2 separate regions of the Macaca mulatta genome follow, and region 1 is linked to region 2. Evidence: chromatin contacts called from public Hi-C data. All regions are on one chromosome and are shown on one strand. Each heading gives the region's core, a stretch centred on a gene start, on an enhancer-like site or on the middle of the called end of the contact. The rest is flanking DNA. Distances are from core to core; before and after follow the strand shown.

Region 1 (5,617 bases), core at 1,111-3,610, 200 kb before region 2:
AGCCTGGACTCAGAATGAGGGTGTCAGCTCCCAGCTGAAGCCCGATGGCTGGCCAAAGTCTGATCGCAGGTATTTTTCTGTTCAAGAGACAAACTAAACCCGAGACAGCAGCTCCCTGCCTGCTACAGAGCTGAGAAACCATGCACACACTGCTCCCTGCTCTCCAGCTCCCAAGCTAGGGACTGCAGGGCCTCCTCCCTCACCAGTTCTTATAGAAACGCCTCTTGCATTCATCACTGATGTGCTCAGCGAAGACAGTCTTGAAGGTCCGGAGGCCTCGAGGGGTTTCCACGTAGCCCACAATGCCCACAACCACCATGGGTGGCGTCTCCACAATGGTTACAGCCTCCACCACCTCCTTCTTGTTCACCTCTGCAAAGAAAGCAGTAGTCAGACTTGGCAGGAGCCCAAGCAAGGGGTGTAATGTTTTCTAGGAAAATGCAAAATGCCCATTTAGGCCGGAAGGGCAACTGGGCCCCACACCTGCAGTCTGGACACTCAGGGCTGTCCTTACTACCTACTTCTCATTCAAAGTGCATTTATGTTCTTTAACTTAAAAAATATCAGGACCCTAGATAACCAAATACCTGTCCAGCTTCAATTCTCTTCTACAGAAACCTCTGGAGGCAGACAAGATTTGCTATTTATCTGGAAAATTCAAGTGTCCTAAATATAACTGGGACACAGAAATAGCTCTGAGCTCAGTTTAGAGTCAATATCAATTGTCTAACGTTAATGTCTCCATGGCTCAGCAACCAGTGCTGTTAGACATCTCTAAGTAGAAAACACACAGGTAAGTGGCCATTATTCAAGCTTTTAGGCGAAATGCACGTGAACAAGTAAAACATGAATGAGGCACTTCTTATTCCAGCCTCAGCAGCTCCAACCCCCCATACTAGTGTTACTTCTCTTTGCTAAGGCTCCTGGCAAATTTACTATGCTCTGAAAGCAATACCCCACTCCGCACCTAAAGCAAACAGTGCCGGCCATCTGTAGCCTTGGAATATTCCCGCACCTAAAGCGAACAGTGCCGGCCATCTGTAGCCTTGGAATATTAGTCTTGAGGTTGTCCGCTGTCACAGAAGTTCTGACAACCTGTAACTCCAGCTTAAAAAAAAAAGTCTGCCCTCTGCTAACAGCTTGACTCCATCTCTCCAGTTTCCCTCCCCCTCCACTCCTATCCCCCAACTTTCAGGAGGCCTGTACATACTAGATCCTGGCCTGTCGACTTCCCGCACGATGTGGGTCATGCCAGCCTTGTATCCCAGGAAGGCTGTGAGGTGGACCGGCTTAGACGGATCATCTTTAGGGAAGCTCTTAACCTTCCCGCGATGCCTGCTGCTGCGCTTCCGAGGCAGGAAGCCGAGCGACCCATGTCTGGGAGCCGAGAACTTTCTGTGAGACTGGGGGGGGGAAAAAATCACCGTCAGCACCAGACACCCAGCAAACCGAGTAAAAAGATAATTATCTCCTCCAGGCTCGCACATGTCAAGAATGTTTTTGTATTCAACAAAATTTAAGCTGAATCTAATTTCAAATCCTCTCAACCTGTAAGAAAACGAGCCATCCGTTTTTTTCTCTAACACCACACAAAAATACACTTAGTGACACTAAAAACTGCTCAACAGGCAGCTTTATGTGCCAATTAGCAAGGTTTTGACCACTAAAGAAAGGCACTCCAGGGACAAATAAATGCTGGGTAGCAACTAGCCAATACTACGCTATGGGCTGCCTCTAGCGCCCGGACACTAACTACACCGATACACGTAGGCCAGAGAACTCGGCAGAGCCAAATCAGAACATGACAATCAGCACACAGTTTCTGTCCGCCCGTCAATAAGTTCATCATCTGTGGCTTCTGGGAGCTCCAGAGGCCTTCGGAGTGCACAAGCGGTCCCAGATATTTCAAGAGGACTCCACAACATTCTCCTCCCGCAAGCTTCTTTACCTCCCAATGAGAACGGTGCCGAGAACCCCCACCCAAGGTCCTCCTATCCAGACAAGCTGCTTATGGGCCCTAATCCCAACTAATGATGGAGTTGGTGAGATCGAAACTCAGCAATGACTCATGGCTTTAAAAATGCCGGGCCTCCAAGCCTGCTCCCACCCTTACGGCCTGTCTCTGGCCGACCTGCAGGCCCAAAGCCAGTCCTCCAAGCGCTCTTCTCCACAAGCCTCTCGACTTTCCAGAAAATAGGCCTGACTGAGGCCCCCGCTGGGTCGCCTGTGCCCCTAGAGCAAGCCCCGGCGCCGGCCAAGCTGGGATGGCGGCGATGCGTCGCGGATTCAGCCGTGCCGACGCCGGTGACAATGAATCGGACGCCATTACAGTACATACCATCACGCCATCAAATCCCGCCGGTAGAGGTCGACTTGTTGTCGGTGTCCGCTATATAAAGTCAGATCTGGCTCCGCCCCTTCCGGCGTGCGAGCGCGCCCCCGCGGCAGACGTCGGGTCGGGGGGCACGTACCGAGCGCCATTTCTACGCATGCTCTTCCGCGCCTAACTTTCGTTCCGAGGTGGACGTCAGCTTCTGGGACCGAAATTAGACACTCTACGGCGAGGGGTCGGGTTCAAACTTAATGAAAAGCCACGGAGAAGCGGGCTGAGGGTTTGGTGTGCCACAACTCTACGGCGTCCGGCAGCAGCCAAATTTGATAATAATGAAGAAAAATGGCTGCGTCGCTTTTCTTCCTGTGATATGCAGCTATCTCTGGAATTGGCGAGGAAAGACTGAAACCCTTGTTTCCTGGCTCCGACGCTGGTTTTGCCGCGACACCAACTTGCCTTTAATACCTTTAATCTCGGGCATCCTTCCCTCAAGCCCTGTCTCTACCATTTCTCCCATGCTAATGCAGTGGCCTGCACTTGATTCTGAGAGTCTCAGGAGCGTCCCAAGCCTGCGGAACGGCCTCACGACCTCGGGTCATGCCGAGTCCAGCTGCCCAGCCTCCCTGAGCCCCACGCCTTCCAGACCTCTGCATCAACAAGGACTTTCGCTGATCTCCGCTTGGGCTCCAGGGTAACTCGGGTCCTGACCGTTTCCCTGCCTACAGGCTCCTCCCTTACGAATCTTTTTTTTTTTTTTTTTTTTTTTTTTTTTTGAGACGGAGTCTCGCTCTGTCGCGCAGGCTGGAGTACAGTGGCGCGATCTCGGCTCACTGCAACCTCCGCTTCCGGGGTCACGGTTCAAGCAATTCTCTTGCCTCAGCCTCCCGAGTAGCTGGGATTACAGGAATGCGTCCGGCTAAATTTTTTTTTTTTTTTTTTTTTTTGTATTTTTAGTAGAGACGGGATTTCACCATGTTGGCCAGGCTGGTCTTGAACTCCTGACCTCGTGATCCGCCCGCCTCGGCCTCCCAAAGTGCTGGGATTACAGGCGTGAGCCACCGCGCCCGGCCCCCTACAAATCTAAGAATCAAGTATCTCGTTACTTTACAAGGATCCCTCGTCGTTTCCTCGGAATTAAGCATCAACTTCAGCGGCCACGGAAGACGCTCTCCTAACCGTCTACTTCAGCCTCATGGCTGAACCCTAGCACACGCTCTCATATCACCTTCTGCTTCCTCCGTCCCACCCTGTCATCTTTTATTCTGGGCCTGGCCTTCGCTCCCACCGTGGTTTAAAAAACATTCTCTCGGCCATAATCCCAACAATTTGGGAGGCTGAGGCAGGCGGATCACCTGAGGTCAGGAGTTCTAAACCAGCCTGGCCAACCTGGCGAAACCCCGTCTCTATCAAAAATACAAAAATTAGCCCGGCACGATGGTGTGCGTCTTTAATCCCAGCTACTTGGGAGGCTGAGGCGAGAGAATCGCTTGAACCCAGGAGGCGGAGGTTGCAGTGAGCTGAGATTGCCAGTGCATTCCAGCCTGGGCTACAGAGCGAGACTCCGTCTCAAAAAAAAAAAAAATCTCAATCCTCACACCATCCCCAAAGGACATAACTGATAGATCTTCAATCCATTATTAGAAATCCTGGGGGCCACATATGTTTCAAAATTCAGCATTTTTTTAGTTTTAGAAAGGTACTATGGTGCACCCACTGTATATTATGTAATCCAGTACTCTTTAAAGAAAAACAATATTCTGTAAGGAAACATGAATATTCACATTGAGTGGGATAAATATAAATAGACTCACATCAGTTCAAGGCTGACTTTGCTGCCCAAAAAATGCATCAGTTTACTTTTTGCTGCCAAATAATTTAAGAAGCGTTTTAAAATTTCGGGATACAGGCCGGGCACGGTGGCTTATGCCTGTAATCCCAACACTTCAGAAGGCCGATAGGGGTGGATCACCTGAGGTCAGGAGTTTGAGACCAGCCTGACCAACACAGTGAAACCTCGTCTCTACTAAAAATACAAAAATTAGCCGGTTGTGGCTGCACGCCTGTAGTCCCAGCTACCCCGGAGGCTGAGGCAGGAGAATTGCTTGAATCAGGAGGCAGAGGTTGCAGTGAGCCGAGATTGCACCACTGTGCTCCAGCTTAGGTGACCAATCAGGATTCTCAAAAAATAAAAAAATAAAAAAATAAGGCCAGGTGTAGTGGCTCATGCCAAATCCCCAGCACTTTGGGAGGCCAAGGTGGGTGGATCATCTGAGGTCAGGAGTTTGAGACCAGCCTGGCCAACATGGTGAAACCCCGTCTGTAGTAAAAATACAAAAATTAGCCAGGGGTGGTGGCAGGCACCTGTAATCCCAGCTATTTGGGAGGCTGAGGCAGGAGAATTGCTTGAACCTGGGAGGTGGAGGTTGCAGTGAGCCAAGATCATGCCATTGCACTCCAACCTGGGTGACAAGAGCAAAACTCAGTCTCAAAAAAAAAAAAATTCAGGATGCAAAGGATTATAACCTACCTATATGCCCCCTTTTTACGTAGAAAATTAACTTCCATCCAAGAGGTTAATAACTTGACAAAGTCACATAATTAGTGAAGGACAGAGCTCAAGTCTATCTGACTCCAGGTTGGGTTTTCATGGCATCAGACTCAGGGATCAATAACCTCACTGGAAAAGGGGCTTTGGAATCCTGAGCAAGAAGAAATTATTACTGCAGGCCTGCTCTGTGCTGGGTCCTGCACCAGGCTGCGGGAATATAGAGGAGAATAAGATGGCTGCCGTCACAGACCAAATAAGACAATTTAAAATTGTAATGAAGGTTCCAAAAGAAGCAATGCCACTAAGGGTCCTGGGCAAACTATTCTCCCTCAGGAATTCCCTTTCCAGTCAAGAGAGAAGAGAGCATCAGTAGACCTGAATTGCCTTGCCAGCGTACAAGTAGCTCACTAGGTGTAGGGTAAACGCACCTAATAGCAATAACTTAAGCATACCCTTAGAATGACCTTGTATGGCAGATGCATCTGAATGTGTGTTCCAAGCTAGGGAATCTGGGAGTGGCCAACCAGAAGACTGGTTCCTTGTCTGTGAGGAACACCTGAGCCCCCAGCCAGTCGTGTGGAATACAGACTGTACAAGGGATTGAGGCCCTGAGTTCCGGGTTAAATGAAGGCTACCAGATAGAGGTAAGGGGAAGGTGTTAAGTGAAAATGCTGTATAAACTGCATGCTGTTTGTAACTGCATGCTGTTTGTAACCAGCTGAATTGCTGAACCAGGA
Region 2 (5,647 bases), core at 2,995-5,494:
CCCACTTTGACCCTGACCTTCATGAGGACAGAAGCTGAGCATTTTATTTCTACATTCCTGCCTCTAGTCCTGGCTTCTACTAGCTGCTCAGTAAATGCTGAGCGACTGACTGCTTGGCTAACGCATTGGACACAACAATGTTGGTTCTTACGAGTCATTTAGCAAAAAAGTTTTGTTGGTTTTTGTTCCGGCATCCCACCTCAGGCACCTGGGCCCAGACCTTTGACCACCAAGGCTCTCCAGGGCCCAGGGGCCCACAGCCTATGACTCCCCTGAGGTCTTGCCCCGGAACTGGAGTCCTGGGTTTCCAAAGTTGGCCGTGTCCAATCTGGGCAACATAGTGAGATCCTGTCTCTACGAAAAATGAAAAATTAGCCAGGCATGGTGGCATGCACCTGTGGTCTCAGCTACTCGGGAGGCTAGGTTGGAGGATCATTTGAGCTCAGGAGTTTAAGGTTATGGGGAGCTATGATCGTACCACTGCACTCCATCCTGGGTGACACAGCAAGACCTTGTCTCAAGACAAAACAAAAACAAAAACAAAAAAACAGTCTGCTATGGGCCAATATTTCCATGTGCCCATCCATGCCTGAGAAAGAACGATGACATTTTACATATTTATTTTTTGAGACAGAGTTTTGCTCTTGTTGCCAGGCTGGAGTGCAGTGGCACGATCTCGGCTCACTGCAACCTCCACCTTCTGGGTTCAAGCAATTCTCCTGCTTCCCGAGTAGCCTCCTAAGCCTCTCAGCCTCCCGAGTAGCTGGGGTTATAGGCACGCGCCACCATGCCCAGCTAATTTTTGTTTTTTTAGTAGAGACGGGATTTCACCATGTTAGCCAGGCTGGTCTCGAACTCCTGACCTCAGGTGATCCTTCCACCTTGGCCTCCCAAAGTGCTGGGATTACAGGCATGCACCGCCACGCCCAGCTAATTTTTGTATTTTTAATACAGACGGGGTTCCTCCATGTTGGTCAAGCTGGTCTCGAACTCCTGACCTCAGGTGATCCGCCCGCCTCGGCCTCCCAAAGTGGGGGGATTATAGGCGTGAGCCACCGCACCCGGCTTCCAATGACATTTTATAATTAGCCACCCCTCACCTCATGTGTCAGGCCTCACATGCCCTCTCTGATTAATCTTCAACAGCCTGATGAGCTAGTCCTTTCCTCACCATCTCCAAAACACAGGTGGAGGGACCAAGGCTCACGAAGCCCAACGCACTTGCCCTGCACTCACCACCAACCCACAGGCCCCTTTCAAATGAGACAGTCTTGACCACCCTGAACCAGGTGAAATGGTCCATCTCTCCTGTCTTTCCACAAAACGTTCATTCATTCAACAAATCCATTCACTACTACATGTGAGTCACTGTTGTGGGTAAATGAGTGCTCCCCTCTCTCCCTCCAGCCATGATCACCATTAAGAGGCCGATGCCATCATCCAGATGTGAGATCCGGGGGGTTACGGTTAAACCTGCAATATCTGGCCGGGCACGGTGGCTCACACCTGTAATCCCAGCACTTTGGGAAGCCAAGGCGGGCAGATCACGAGGTCAAGAGACCGAGACTACCCTGATCAACATGGTGAAACCCCGTCTCTACTAAAAATACAAAAATCAGCCAGGCATGGTGGTGGGCGCCTGTAGTCCCAGCTACTCAGGAGGCTGAGGCAGGAGAATCACTTGAACCCAGGAGGCAGAGGTTGCAGTGAGCCAAGATCACACCACTGTACTCCAACCTGGTGTCAGAGTGAAACTCCGTCTCAAAACAAACAAACAAGCAAATACACACACACACCCCCAGCAATCTCAATCCAAGAGATCCCGGAATGCCTCTTGCCCTGTGAAACCTGGCAGAGCCCAGAGGTTTGGGTCAGTGCCCCTGCCATGGGTCCCTGGCTTACAAAGGCACCATGGGTACGTACATGCAGGTGCTAGATGCCACCTCACTGCCCATGCTCCATTGCCATGGGAGCACTGGGGGCAGGGAGAGGCCTTGTCAGTCGAAGTAAAGATAAGACCCTAAAGAGCAAGTGGATCTAGGGGGGTTGATCTGAAGGGGAGACCCCTCCAAACGACCTCCCTCTGTCCTCCCTCCGAAAAATAACATTCCATAGAACGAGAAAGTCAGGAGAGATAGGAAGAGGTCACCTGGTATGCCAGGTGGAAATGTCACCAATTTATTTGGGTCACAAAATTCTTTAAAAAGCAAATTAGGGCAGCCTGAAAGAGTGGCAAGAACACACGTTTCAGAGTAAGACAGACTTGGTTTCCACCGAAAGCTTCTTTCCTTCTTAGCTCAGTGTCTTAGAGAAATTACTATGCCTCTCTCCATCTTGGCTTTCTTCTCTTTCTTTTTTGTTTTTGTTTTTTTTTTTGAGATGGAGTCTTGATCTGTCACCCAGGCTGGAGTACAGTAGTGTGATCTCGGCTCATTGCAACCTCTGCCTCCTGGGCTCAAGCAATTCTCCTGCCTCAGCCTTCTGAGTAACTGGAATTACAGGCGCTATGCCACCACACCCGGCTAATTTTTGTATTTTTAGTAGAGATGGGGGCTTCACCATGTTGGTCAGGTTGGTCTCGAACTCCTGACGTCAAGTGATCCGCTTGCCTCAGCCTCCCAAAGTGCTGGGATTACAGGCATGAGCCACTGTGCCCGGCCCTGCAACAGACTTTTGATTGGTCTCCCTGCCTCAGCCCTGGTTCCATTCCATTACTCTCAAGCCAGACGCATCCTGTTGAAAGGGAAGTCAGATCCCAGCACTTCTTGGCTCCGAACCCTGCTGTGGGTCCTTTGCACCCACCATATCCCTCCCAGTTCTGATAAGGGCCTCTTTCCCAGCTCCCGCTCACCTGGCTGCGAAATCACTGGCCTTCGTCCTGCTGCTCCTAGACCACATTGAGCTTAAGGGCATACCTGGGGGTAGGCCTGAAATGCTCTTCCCTGCCATGTTCTTCTCCTGGTTCTTGTCCTTTTGATAGCCTGACTATTCTGTAATTGCCCACCCCTCTCCTGGTAGATATTACCTTTTAATCCTCACCACAGCCCCAAGGCTGGGAGAGGTTAGGAAACTTGGCAGAGGGCAGCTGTCCCTAAGTGGTGGAACTGGAACTAGGAGCTAGCAGTGGCCCTGTGGCCCCGGACTCCAAAGCCCCAGGCCTTGGGCTTGGCTGAGCCAGGTACGGAGGGAGGCACTTGGGAGAGGGGACTTCCACAGAGAAACCACCTGGGTCCTCAAATCCAGTGAGAGACAGAGAAGCAAATGGATAAATTACAGTGCCTGGCAAATGGTAGGCGCCAATAAATACGTTTTGTTGTTGAACAGATTATGAGCCTTAAGATGTGCAGACGGCCGGGCGCGGTGGCTCACGCCTGTAATCCCAGCACTTTGGGAGGCCGAGGCGGGCGGATCACGAGGTCAGGAGATTAAGACCACGGTGAAACCCCGTCTCTACTAAAAATACAAAAAATTAGCCGGGCGCGGTGGCGGGCGCCTGTAGTCCCAGCTACTCGGGAGGCTGAGGCAGGAGAATGGCGTGAACCCAGGAGGCGGAGCTTGCAGTGAGCCAGGATCGCGCCACTGCACTCCAGCTTGGGCGACAGAGCGAGACTCCGTCTCAAAAAAAAAAAAAGATGTGCAGACATTTCCGTGGGGCCTAAAGAAGACACATGAGTGTATTAGAGGGAGCGAGGAAGGGGCTGGGAGAGATTTCCCAGTGAAGGGGGACATTTGAGGTACACTTTGAAGGAAGGGTAGGAGTTTGCTAGAAGCCACGCGGCCTGGGGAGTAGGAACAGCATGGAGGAAAGAAGTCGAAAAGAAGTCGATGTGAGAAAATAGGTTTGGAGGAGCTCTAAATATTAGTGTTAGAATTCCCTCAGGTACCCCAGGACCCCAGCCAGAGATCAGCAGACGGTACAGGAGGCTGGCCAGGCACCCCGGACAAGCTAAGGGGCTGCCAGCAGGTGAGGGGCCTAGCGGGTGCGGCAGCCTCGTTGGACAGCGAGGGTACCTCCTGCCCTCTAACCTTCTGCCAGCATCGGGACCACCCCGGTACCCACAGCCGAACCCAGACAGCGGAATCCTCTAGGGACAGGGCGCGAGTGGCCTCTGCAGGCCCGTCCCTTGGTGAGGTCACACACGGAGGCGGGGCTCAGGATTGGGGGGCGGAATCATGCGCAGGGGGCGGGGCCCGAGAGAGAGCTTGGAGGAGACCGGAAGTCCCTCCGCCTCCGCCCGCCCTCGTGCTCCCTTCAGCCCCTTCGTAGCTCAGTGCGCAAGGTCGTGTCCCGGAAGTGAAGGGGCCATGTTGATGGGTGACCCGGGGAGAGGTACCCGGCCGGAGGCGAGTCCTGCGGAGTGGTAGCGCGCGCGGCCTGCGGGTGAGTGAGGGGAGGAATGAGGACCGGCGGCTGCTGGGTGGCCGGGAGGTTGCGGCGCCTCCTCTCAGGCTGCTGCCGGCGCCTCGCATGCGGCCCGGACCCAGGAGACCGGCCTGCAGCCGGTGGTCTCGCCCCATCCCGTCCTGGGCTTTCCCCTGGGAGGCCCCTTGGCGGCCCCGCCCCGCCCCAACCTCGGAGACTTCCCGGGTCCCGGAGCAGGGCTGCCCTGGCCTCTGGGCCTCCGCACCCCGGCCCGGCCCCCAGGGTTGGGGAAGTGCAGACTGGCTGGGGCTCAGCCGCCCACTCTCCTAGCGACCTTGTAGTTACAGCCCTCGCCGTGACAGTCGGCTTTTGCCTCATCAAACACTTCTGTTGATTTTCTACATCGGAAGGCCGAGGGAGCTCTTAAACAGTTGAGGAAAAATGGACAGAGATGGTGGCTTGCTCAGGCTTGCGCAGGAAGTTAGCAAGGCCGGAGGCTAAGGGCTAGCGGACTTTGGGCCCAAAGTCCGATCTTTTTTTCCAGCCAAATACTTCCCCCACTCGGTGTCATTTCTTTATTTCTGAAACGGAGGTGATCATTTTTTCCACATAGGGACGTTGTGAAATTCTCTCCTTCGTTAAACATAATTTTGAGCCCCTTGTATGTGCCAAGCGCTGTGCTAGGAAAGTTCGCGGAGCACCCAGAAGTGCTGTACACATGGTCCGGCTCCAGCAAAGGGTAACTCATTCCAGAGGCAGGCAGAGTTGGGGTCAGGAGTGCAGCCCTCCCCTTGACAGTTGTGGGCCCGCGGGCAAGTTACTTCCCTCTGGGAGATTGTTTCCTCCACTTAAAATGGGGTAATGTTGACCCTAGGGTAGCTGACAGAATGAGTTGTTACGTGAGACATGCTTCAAACATTGTACATTGTGTATAGTGCAATATAGTGCAATAAGCATTTACTGTTACTAAGAACCCTGACCACCTCCTAGATTGTTAGTGTAAATGTGACAATGGGCAACAAAGCACTTTACAGATACGCTTGTGTAAGGGTTTATTGTTACTGAAGGAAGGCAGTGGCAGTTTATACTTAAATGTAATTGTTTATTGAGCATCTACAAACCTGGCTAGGTGGTACTAATAACAGCTGCTGTTGATAGAGTGCTTAGTGTGTGCCAAGTGCTGTTTTAAACATGTTCACATACATTAAATTCATTTAGTGCTTATGCCAACCATATGGGCAAAATAAGATTTTTATCCTCACTTTATAGATGAGGAACTGAGAC

Evidence for each region. Hi-C and Micro-C count contacts between places; a contact is called where the count stands out from the background.
Region 1: a Hi-C map of fetal cortical plate shows a contact between it and region 2, with 2.2 times the contacts expected there. The contact joins the promoter of RPL3 here to the promoter of MIEF1 in region 2. A contact is called at or near these places in 2 of 14 Hi-C or Micro-C datasets (cortical neurons and fetal cortical plate).

What each region holds. Positions count from the first base shown.
Region 1 is chr10:12,238,353-12,243,969 of T2T-MMU8v2.0, reverse strand. RPL3 (ribosomal protein L3) reads right to left here and starts at 2,360. Exons shown (of 10, transcript NM_001193554.1): 1 at 2,339-2,360; 2 at 1,211-1,403; 3 at 204-372. The coding sequence starts at 2,341. It overlaps LOC114670668 (small nucleolar RNA SNORD43), which reads right to left and starts at 1,854; the gene lies at 1,791-1,854.
Region 2 is chr10:12,041,666-12,047,312 of T2T-MMU8v2.0, reverse strand. It overlaps MIEF1 (mitochondrial elongation factor 1), which reads left to right and starts at 4,244. Exons shown (of 6, transcript NM_001194095.3): 1 at 4,244-4,381. MIURF (mitochondrial elongation factor 1 upstream open reading frame) reads left to right here and starts at 4,271. Exons shown (of 4, transcript XM_077949780.1): 1 at 4,271-4,381.